3 separate regions of the Mus musculus genome follow, and regions 1 and 3 are each linked to region 2. Evidence: chromatin contacts called from public HiChIP or PLAC-seq and promoter capture Hi-C data. All regions are on one chromosome and are shown on one strand. Each heading gives the region's core, a stretch centred on a gene start, on an enhancer-like site or on the middle of the called end of the contact. The rest is flanking DNA. Distances are from core to core; before and after follow the strand shown.

Region 1 (2,700 bases), core at 144-2,643, 360 kb after region 2:
ATGTAAAAAAGATGTGCTATCATTATATCGTATAATTTTGTTAGAAAATTAAGCTTCTGAAAATCAACACCAGATTCATGGTTTTTGCTTTTAATATTTAACACATCAGTGTCCAACTAAAATACACAAAATATAAGTTGTTTGTTTGAGAAACTTTTTAAAAAAATTCTTAAAAGGTACAAGCAATCAAATCTTCTTTTGGCATTTTGTAATCTTGGTTCCTAAAGGTCTCACTTTAAGTGTTATCTACCAATTATCTGAGGAAACTGGGAGCCTCTATAATGTCTTTAATGCATCTTCCTAATGAGCAGGTACTCAGTGAGGGACCTGGCACATGCTCTGTGAATGTTACATATGACTAAGTGTAAGGCAACCAATGAATATACCACCATAAGATCTACTGTTTCTTCGGCATACACAGAGGTATTGCCGTTAAGGCAATGTCCCACGATCAGTTCCTGACCCAGTACTAGCTGACATTTGTTCTTGAAATCCTTCATGGCATGCCTGTCACAAACCTTCAGCCAAAAGCACTTTCACAATCTGGATACATTTAAGACCAATTCAAGCATGTAAAGTCATTTTAGGAAGTGAGTCCCACATCCCAAGGGCCCGGCTAAGGAGGGCCACATGTGAGAACAGGTGTGCCACTTCACTGAGCAAGAACCTGGAAATGTCAAGCGTTAGAACCACTCCAACTCAACCTGGCTTGCAGTCACACTTCTGGACCTGTGTCAATAAATGCCTCGCAAAGATGGGGACTGAGAAATGCTCTGCATGAATTCAGAATTACTGGAAACAAACCAGCACTTTTTTTTCTCCAAAGGGACTACTTGAGGAGAGGGTCTCTGCCTTCCATCTTCTAAGAAAGCATTCATTTAAGAGATTTCCATCTCTTACAGAACAGTTCACAGTATGCAACACCACTTGCTTTGACATCCCTGAGTCTAAGCTCTTTCAAGTTGGATTGCATGCCATCTTGCAAGAGGACAGGACACCAAGCTGAGTTCCTTGTCAGTTTCAGAATAATCTCCTGTGCTTTGCAAATGAGAAACTAATAGCACGAACCTGGCCCTGGCGTCACAGACCCTTTCAACTCGGCGCCTCCCCTAAAGGGCACTCGGTGTTCTGCAACCTATCAGTCAGCTCTGGGGCAAGAGCAAACAATTCCTTTCTGTTACAATAACTTGTATCCAGGAAAAAAAACAGGCGCTCTGTAACATAGCAGCCAGAGAAAAGTTTACTAGATTTAGCCAATCAGAGGCTGGGGAGCTCTGCCAAGTTAACATGTTTCTCTCCGCCTCTAAATGAACTCATGATTGAAATATGGCATTGAACTTTTTTTTTTTTTAAGGGAAGGGGTGTAGGAAAGAAAAGCCACTGCAGAAAAGAACTCGGGCTTGTGCGGAGTGTGGCTAGGAAGTGTGTGCTTGTCACTGAACCCTGAGTGGGTCCTGTAACCTTTGCCTTCCACTGGGTGGAGCAGGTCCTTTAAGAGCAACTGGAATGCAGTTCCCCTGATCAGCTTAGCCAGTTATTCAAAACCTCTGCTAGCCCTAGAGAGCAGTGCTCACTTCAGACCAACCAGCCTCCTGTGCTTCTAGCTTGAGCAAGAAGTTTCCAGCGGGGAAGTAAGTTTCTAGCTGCCCAGCCATGGGAGAGGACGCTGCACAGGCAGAAAAGTTCCAGCATCCAAACACAGACATGCTCCAGGAGAAGCCATCCAGCCCCAGCCCAATGCCTTCCTCCACACCGAGCCCCAGCCTGAACCTGGGGTCCACAGAGGAGGCCATCCGAGACAACTCGCAGGTGAATGCTGTCACCGTGCACACACTCCTGGATAAATTGGTCAACATGCTGGACGCCGTGAGGGAGAACCAGCACAACATGGAACAGCGTCAGATCAACCTGGAGGGCTCGGTGAAGGGCATCCAGAACGACCTCACCAAGCTCTCCAAGTACCAGGCCTCCACCAGCAACACAGTGAGCAAGCTGCTAGAGAAGTCTCGCAAGGTCAGCGCTCACACGCGGGCTGTCCGGGAGCGCCTCGAGAGGCAGTGTGTCCAGGTGAAGAGACTGGAGAACAACCACGCCCAACTCCTCCGACGCAACCACTTCAAAGTGCTCATCTTCCAGGTCAGTGTCCCCAGCATACCCCTCCACCTACTTGAGCTCAGTCCTCCGAGCTTTCAAGGCCATCTTCCCATCTGCCCTGCCAGTCAAGCTTCTCTCTCACACACAAAGCTTTGTCTTCTAGCTGCCTGCTGCAGGCAACTGTGAAATGTGGCCATAAGGATTGGAATCTCCCCCATCCTTCAGGCAATGCCTGTGTGCCTGGCAAGCTGGGGACATTTGTCAGTGAACACCTAGATGCACTTGGTTAAGGGTGAGAAACTGAGCAGGTGCGGGCACCCACTCTAGTCAAATTCATTTGTCTCTTTTCATTAGGAACTTGCGGCTGCGATTGCAGCTGTTAGCTGGACAGGGCAAATTAATCCAGTGGCTGTTTATTAACTCTTAGTGGAAGTGAGGTAACTGTGTGAAGGATTTGTTTTCTTTTGCTCTGACCAAGACACACACAACCTTTAAACCATCCTTTTTCCAAGGGCCCCTGGTGTTTGGGAAATTACCAGAATGGAAAGTTGAACTAGTCTTGTTCTTGAAGTCATCTTTTGTCAAAGCAATCTCTAGTTTGTCTCT
Region 2 (2,700 bases), core at 100-2,599:
GAAAGGAAAGAGAAATAGAGCAGGAGTATATATGTATAATGTGAATGAAAAAATACCATAAATAACTGAATGATACAAACGCAAAAGGAAACCTCTTTGGTGCAAGGCACCAAGAACCCTGTGACTGCAGTAGTGACCTGAGTCGTAGGAGACAGACTCTTCTCTCCATCTATGTCCCAAAAAGCTCTGGGCCCTGAGAACTAACATGCCATTAAGCTAAAGAGTGTGTCTAACTGCGTGGAGTGCAGCAGAAGGAAGGCTGATATCTCTCTGCTGTTTCTGCTGGGGCTAAGGAGAACCAAGCGGAGGTAGTGACTCCTGCCGGGCTAGGCTCCCTTGCCTCTCCCAGGTAGCTGGGGATCCACAGACAAGGTGTAAAACGCCCAAGTCTAACGCCCAATCACTCCAAGCTCTCCTCCGGGATGCCGCTTCTCTGTGGATTCGCCCTGTAACCCATTCTCAGCTTGGATTCAGAGAAGTCTCTCGCTGCTCCTCCGGCCTCCTGTCCAGACCAAAATTGACCTTCCAACAACATTTTGTTGAACCTTTTAGACAGCCCCACAAATAGGTTCCGGTCTGTACCTTACCAAAGAGCTCCAGGGAAAGAGAATCAAATCTAGCAGGCTGAGCTGCGGAGAGCCTGGAAGGGATAGGAGGCACAGGGAGAATGGGGAGAGCCAGCGAAACTGGCTGCTCCAGCCTGGCGAGCACTGTCGGGCTTGCTCGGGGAGCTAGCTGCTGCTGCTGCTTTAAGCCACCAGAGTCTTTTGGCTCTCGCACTGCCGCCTCTTGCCCTCTTTTCTCTGCCACCGCCTAGAGAAGCATCCTAATGCTTCTTAAGCTACCAGGACATGCCCAGCCTGGATCTCTTTCCCGGACCGGCGGCGCCAACGGGACGCCCTCTGCTCCCTACCCGCTTCCCCTATTGCCCTGTGGCTGCGGGTCCTCCACCTACTCCGCCCCCACCACATCCAGCTGGAAGACAAGGCCACCCAGCCGCAGCGGGTGCTGTCAGCCCGGGGTCACGCACAGAAGAGAGGCGCGAGCCTGGACCTCGCACACAGTAGGGGGCGTCATGGAGCAGAGAAGCCAGGCAAGTGGGAGAAAGAACGTGGGAGTAGCCGCCCTGAAGCCTGAGCTTCTCCCAGGAGCCATCCCGCCTAGACCCACTCGGGTTAGAGCCTAGAGAACTAGCCCATCTGTGGCATCAGTGGCCGCCTCCTCCTTGCACCTCCTCACCGACCCCTCCCTCCCGGGACCTGCATCGCGCTCCGCCAATCAGAGTCCGACTGCCGCTTCCCACGTGACCCCGGGCGGGCTAAGGACCTGCTGCTTCCCAAACGCCAGAGGGATGCGGGCGGCAGAGCGCGAGAGGCGGCGGCTGGGCTGCGGGGCGCTGTGACTGTCCCTCCACCCAGTCTGGTCGCGCTCTTCTCTTCGGCCGATTGGCCGCCTCCTCTCCGCACCCTGGTTTCTGTCTCCTGCTCCTCCTTTGCCCCGACCCTGTTCCTTATGGCAGCAGCTCCTTGCATCGGGGGCGCAGCTTCTCAGCGGACTATCCTCTCACTCCGCAGGCTGAGCCCGGTCACTGGATGTTGCTGAAACTCCGGAGATCATGCTCTCCTTTGGTCGCAGTATCACCGCCGGCTGTCCCTGCCGCCGCCCCCTCCTCTGCTGCCGCGGTCCGCGGGATGCTCAGTAGCCCGCTGCGTGGCCCCTGCGATCCCGTGTTCTTCAGAAGCCTTTGGTTGCTGCAGAGTTGCGCGAAGTAGTCATGGTGCTGTGGGAGTCCCCGCGGCAGTGCAGCAGCTGGACACTTTGCGAGGGCTTCTGCTGGCTGCTGCTGCTGCCCGTGACGCTGCTTATCATAGCCCGCCCGGTAAAACTCGCTGCTTTCCCTACCTCCTTAAGTGACTGCCAAACGCCCACCGGCTGGAACTGCTCCGGTAAGTCCAGACCCTCAGCCCTCTACTTCACTTCTCCAAGCGCGGAACCCGCACAGACCTGTCTACTCTCATATGTCTGCCCAGCCACTGCCTGAAACCCAGAACTTCCCACCTCAATCCTGAGAAACATTGAGAACTGCTTCAGCTAAGGCTGGGCGTGCTGGGATAGGAACAAAGTACAGGTGTGGGGAACCATAGATGTTTGCCCCTTTCAAATCGGAGGATTTAGAGAAATACTACAGAGGTAGTTCTCCATCCTGGGGGAAAACACTAACGCAGAACATTTCCCATCATTAAAAAAAATAAAAATAAAAATAAAAGAGTCTAGCCTGGATGTGCGAAAAATAACTTTATGAGAAAGAACAATCAAGAAAGCAATAAATCAAATGATGACTGCAGGGAAACTGTTAAGGCTGCCGAAAATGCTTCTGAATGCAGGGGTTTTCTAGTCAGCACTGGGCCACAGATAATTCTAAGGAGGCAAGTTTCCAGGAACGGAGTCTCTCTCTCTCTCTCTCTCTCTCTCTCTCTCTCTCTCTCTCTCTCTCTCTCTCTCTCTCTCTCTTCCTCCTCTCCTCTCCTCTCCTCCCCTCCCCTCCCCTCCCCTGCCCTCCCTTCTCCTCTCCTCTCCTCCCCTCTCCTCTTCCTCCCCCTTTTCTTTCTCTTTTCTCCTCTAGCTTGTTCTGTCTATACCTCCCTAGCTCTCTCTTTTGCTCTCTCTAGCGCTCCCTCTCCCTCCCTTTTCTTCTCTCCT
Region 3 (2,700 bases), core at 84-2,583, 340 kb after region 2:
CTAGGAAACATGGACTAAACAGCATTTGCTTCCCAGGGGTATAGAGAAACAGCCCCCACCCTTGCTCTGTACTTCTAGGATAACACTCAACACTCAGATTCCAAGACTGAGGGGACTGACCAAGCCTTAGTGCGTTCCCACTCCAGCGTGCCTGACAAAGACTAGGATCCTTGACAAGAGGACTGGCAGGAGAGAGGTGTGGTTCCCAAGAGAAAGCAGAACATTGTTATCAGAGGAAATAGCATTCCATTCATGGCAGGAAAACTGAGAGATTAGCTCTTAAGCAAGCAGAGTAATATCCAACCTCAGCCAGACCTTCAACAGTTGTACAGGCTATGATAAGGAGCAGGATGCTTAGCTGCTGTTGTGAGCTTTCCTCCATTTAAGACTGTGGCCCTAAACACAGTAAGGCCACCATTATTAAGAAGGCAGGATACCTTAGTATGCTCATGGAAAAAGAGATTTCCCCCAAGCCTTTTGTCAATTCTCTGTCAAAATGAAAATTGAGCAAAAAGTTATTTTGTTTTTTCAGTGCAGGTTTGCTCTGTGTATCCCTGGCTGTACTGGAACGTGCTCTGTAGATCAGGCTGGCCCAAACTCAGAGACCTGTCTGCTTCTGCTTCCTGAGTACTGTGATTAAAGAGGTATGTCACCATGCCTAGTTAAGCAAGAAATTTTTAATTCACAAAATTACAGAGGCTGGGAGTATAGTTGATAGTAGAACACTTATCTATCATGCCTTTGGCCTCAGAGTTGATTCCCAGGTTAGAAATGGGGAAAGGAAAGAGTATACAGACTGTGCAGGAGGTCTCTAAATCTACAGGAGCTTGTTTCTTGTTGTTGTTGTTTTGTTAGCTTGTTTGTGTGTTTCTTGTGTACATATGTTTTGTCATGACATAGCTGTTTCTAGCAGAACAATCTGCTTTATATAGAGTGAAAATCTGTTTACCTTTGAAACTGTAGAAATAAACTGCATTCATATTTGGCAACTTCTCAAACACTTGAATTATGGCTATGACCTCCTTCTAAAACACAATAATAATAATTGACCATTTTAGGCTTGAACACCTCCCATTTCTTTGAATAGTTTCTCCTGAAATGCTGCTACGCATCCATCCCTTTGGCCCCCTGCTGTGGATGTACTAGTTGTTCAGAGACTAGGGTTCGACCTACCCTGTTCCCGAACGGGATTCCAGACACAGAGAGTTCCACTTGGTCAGTATCACTTTAAGAAATATGATGCCCAAAATGGAAAGCAGCACTTCAGAGCCCGAAAGCAAATGCATGGCATTCAGTATTCTTCAGCAAGGCTGCCATATGTCACTAAGTGTTTCGGGATCTGCCGTCATTGAGGAGGAAGAACAAGACTGCAGGGGAGTCAAGGCAGAGTCCTGGGTAGTGTTCCAGTATCATTCAGTGTGAAATGAACCCTAAATAAGGAAAACAACAGATGCAGTGCGCTGCTTTTCATACAGAACTCCTAAGCATGGTAATGCCTTATCATAGTCACATTCCACTGTTGCCTCACGGCCCCCAAGGGAACTTCCCCAGGGATGTGTTAGAAGAGGAAACTGCCTTGAAAGAAATTTCTCAGGCACATTAGAACTGACAGAAATCACTTCTGATGTCAGGACTCAGTATGTTGGGACTCTAAGGAGGAACACAGATCAAGTGTGCTCTGTGAACTGCTCCAGCCTATGCTGAAAGCCATCTCCTGTCCTGAGGGGTTTACCAACCTCTAATGTGGCCATGAGGTGGCGAAATAAAGGGTAGAAAGGCAGAAGTTTATTATGCAGGCAGGTTTTGGTAACAGGATATCAAATACAGATTTGGCAGATTCAATACATTCCCCCCATGGCTATTAGTAAAAACTGACACAGAGGAGTCCCCTTTGATTTGCTGTTGACTGTAAGCTGTCTGGCTCCCTGTGATTTTACAACAGCTTTGGCTATTTCAGAGACTTAAAAAAAAAAAAAAAAAAAAAAAAAAAAAAAAAAAAAACAGCCCAAGAAGCATTTCATGCATTTATAAAGCATCTGAGAGATTATGGGTACTGGCGCCTGGGAATATTTCACATTCTCCCGACCCACAGCTGGCACCTCCTATTCATAAAGCACACATAGGCACATCTGCACAGGACACGGAGTAGCATGGATTATGTGTATGTTAACAGACATTTCAAATCCAAGCTTAAGTATTTACCTTCCAAGTCTCCTAAGCAATGGCAATCAATTCTCCCTAGTTTGTCTAGAGTCTATGCATAAACTCCTTCTTCTTACTATTGAATAGAGTGATGAACTGCTTGCTACTCCTGGAAATGGGACCATGGGCTTCCTCTCAGTTCATTTGTTTGTCTTACTTTATTTCCTTAGCTGCTTTGGAGTCTTGTTTTGAGAAAAATCAATGAACGCGGTGACTCTGGCAGGCACTGTGAACACACTACTCAGGGAAACTGGCATTGTGATGGCTGTATGACTGCACTGGTGACACAGCCCAGCTCCAGATGAAAGGTGTGTCACATTTGGAATGTGTAGAAGCATAGAAGGTTTCTTCCAGGCATGTTTTAAGAGAGGCCTTGCAAAACTTCTCTTGTTTGACAGGCCAGCCTGCAGCATAACTTTGACTCTCTCAGGAGGCACTCTACTCCCTGTATAATGTGAATGGCTGATCCCACAGGCAAAGTACTAAGCTACTTGTGGT

The links. Promoter capture Hi-C pulls out the DNA fragments that hold promoters and counts their contacts. HiChIP or PLAC-seq counts read pairs in DNA pulled down with a chosen protein or histone mark.
Region 1: a contact with region 2 is called in a promoter capture Hi-C map of embryonic stem cells, with 6 times the contacts expected there. The contact joins the promoter of Cavin2 here to the promoter of Tmeff2 in region 2. A contact is called at or near these places in 9 of 39 promoter capture datasets (3T3-L1-derived adipocytes, the C10 cell line, cranial neural crest and 6 more), 2 of 484 Hi-C or Micro-C datasets (the N1E-115 cell line and uterus), 8 of 115 datasets of contacts at active chromatin or transcription factors (astrocytes, embryonic hindbrain, embryonic stem cells and 3 more) and 4 of 9 other capture datasets (adipose tissue, embryonic stem cells, liver and 1 more).
Region 3: a contact with region 2 is called in an H3K4me3 HiChIP or PLAC-seq map of forebrain, with 4 times the contacts expected there. The contact joins the enhancer-like site here to the promoter of Tmeff2 in region 2. A contact is called at or near these places in 1 of 484 Hi-C or Micro-C datasets (cortical neurons), 5 of 115 datasets of contacts at active chromatin or transcription factors (astrocytes, embryonic stem cells and forebrain) and 1 of 9 other capture datasets (liver).

The regions. Positions count from the first base shown.
Region 1 is chr1:51,287,733-51,290,432 of GRCm38.p6, forward strand. It overlaps Cavin2 (caveolae associated 2), which reads left to right and starts at 1,394. Exons shown (of 2, transcript NM_138741.1): 1 at 1,394-2,136. The coding sequence starts at 1,654. The region is part of intron 2 of 9330175M20Rik (RIKEN cDNA 9330175M20 gene); the gene reads right to left.
Region 2 is chr1:50,926,174-50,928,873 of GRCm38.p6, forward strand. Tmeff2 (transmembrane protein with EGF-like and two follistatin-like domains 2) reads left to right here and starts at 1,350. Exons shown (of 10, transcript NM_019790.4): 1 at 1,350-1,946. The coding sequence starts at 1,775.
Region 3 is chr1:51,265,903-51,268,602 of GRCm38.p6, forward strand. The region is part of intron 2 of 9330175M20Rik (RIKEN cDNA 9330175M20 gene); the gene reads right to left. Among named protein-coding and RNA genes, the nearest start is that of Cavin2, 22 kb to the right of the region's middle. Within about 2 kb of position 1,334, at least 61 of the 459 cell types and tissues checked have an H3K27ac peak or open chromatin away from gene starts, as enhancers often do. A contact at or near this core is called in cortical neurons and forebrain, where this site is marked.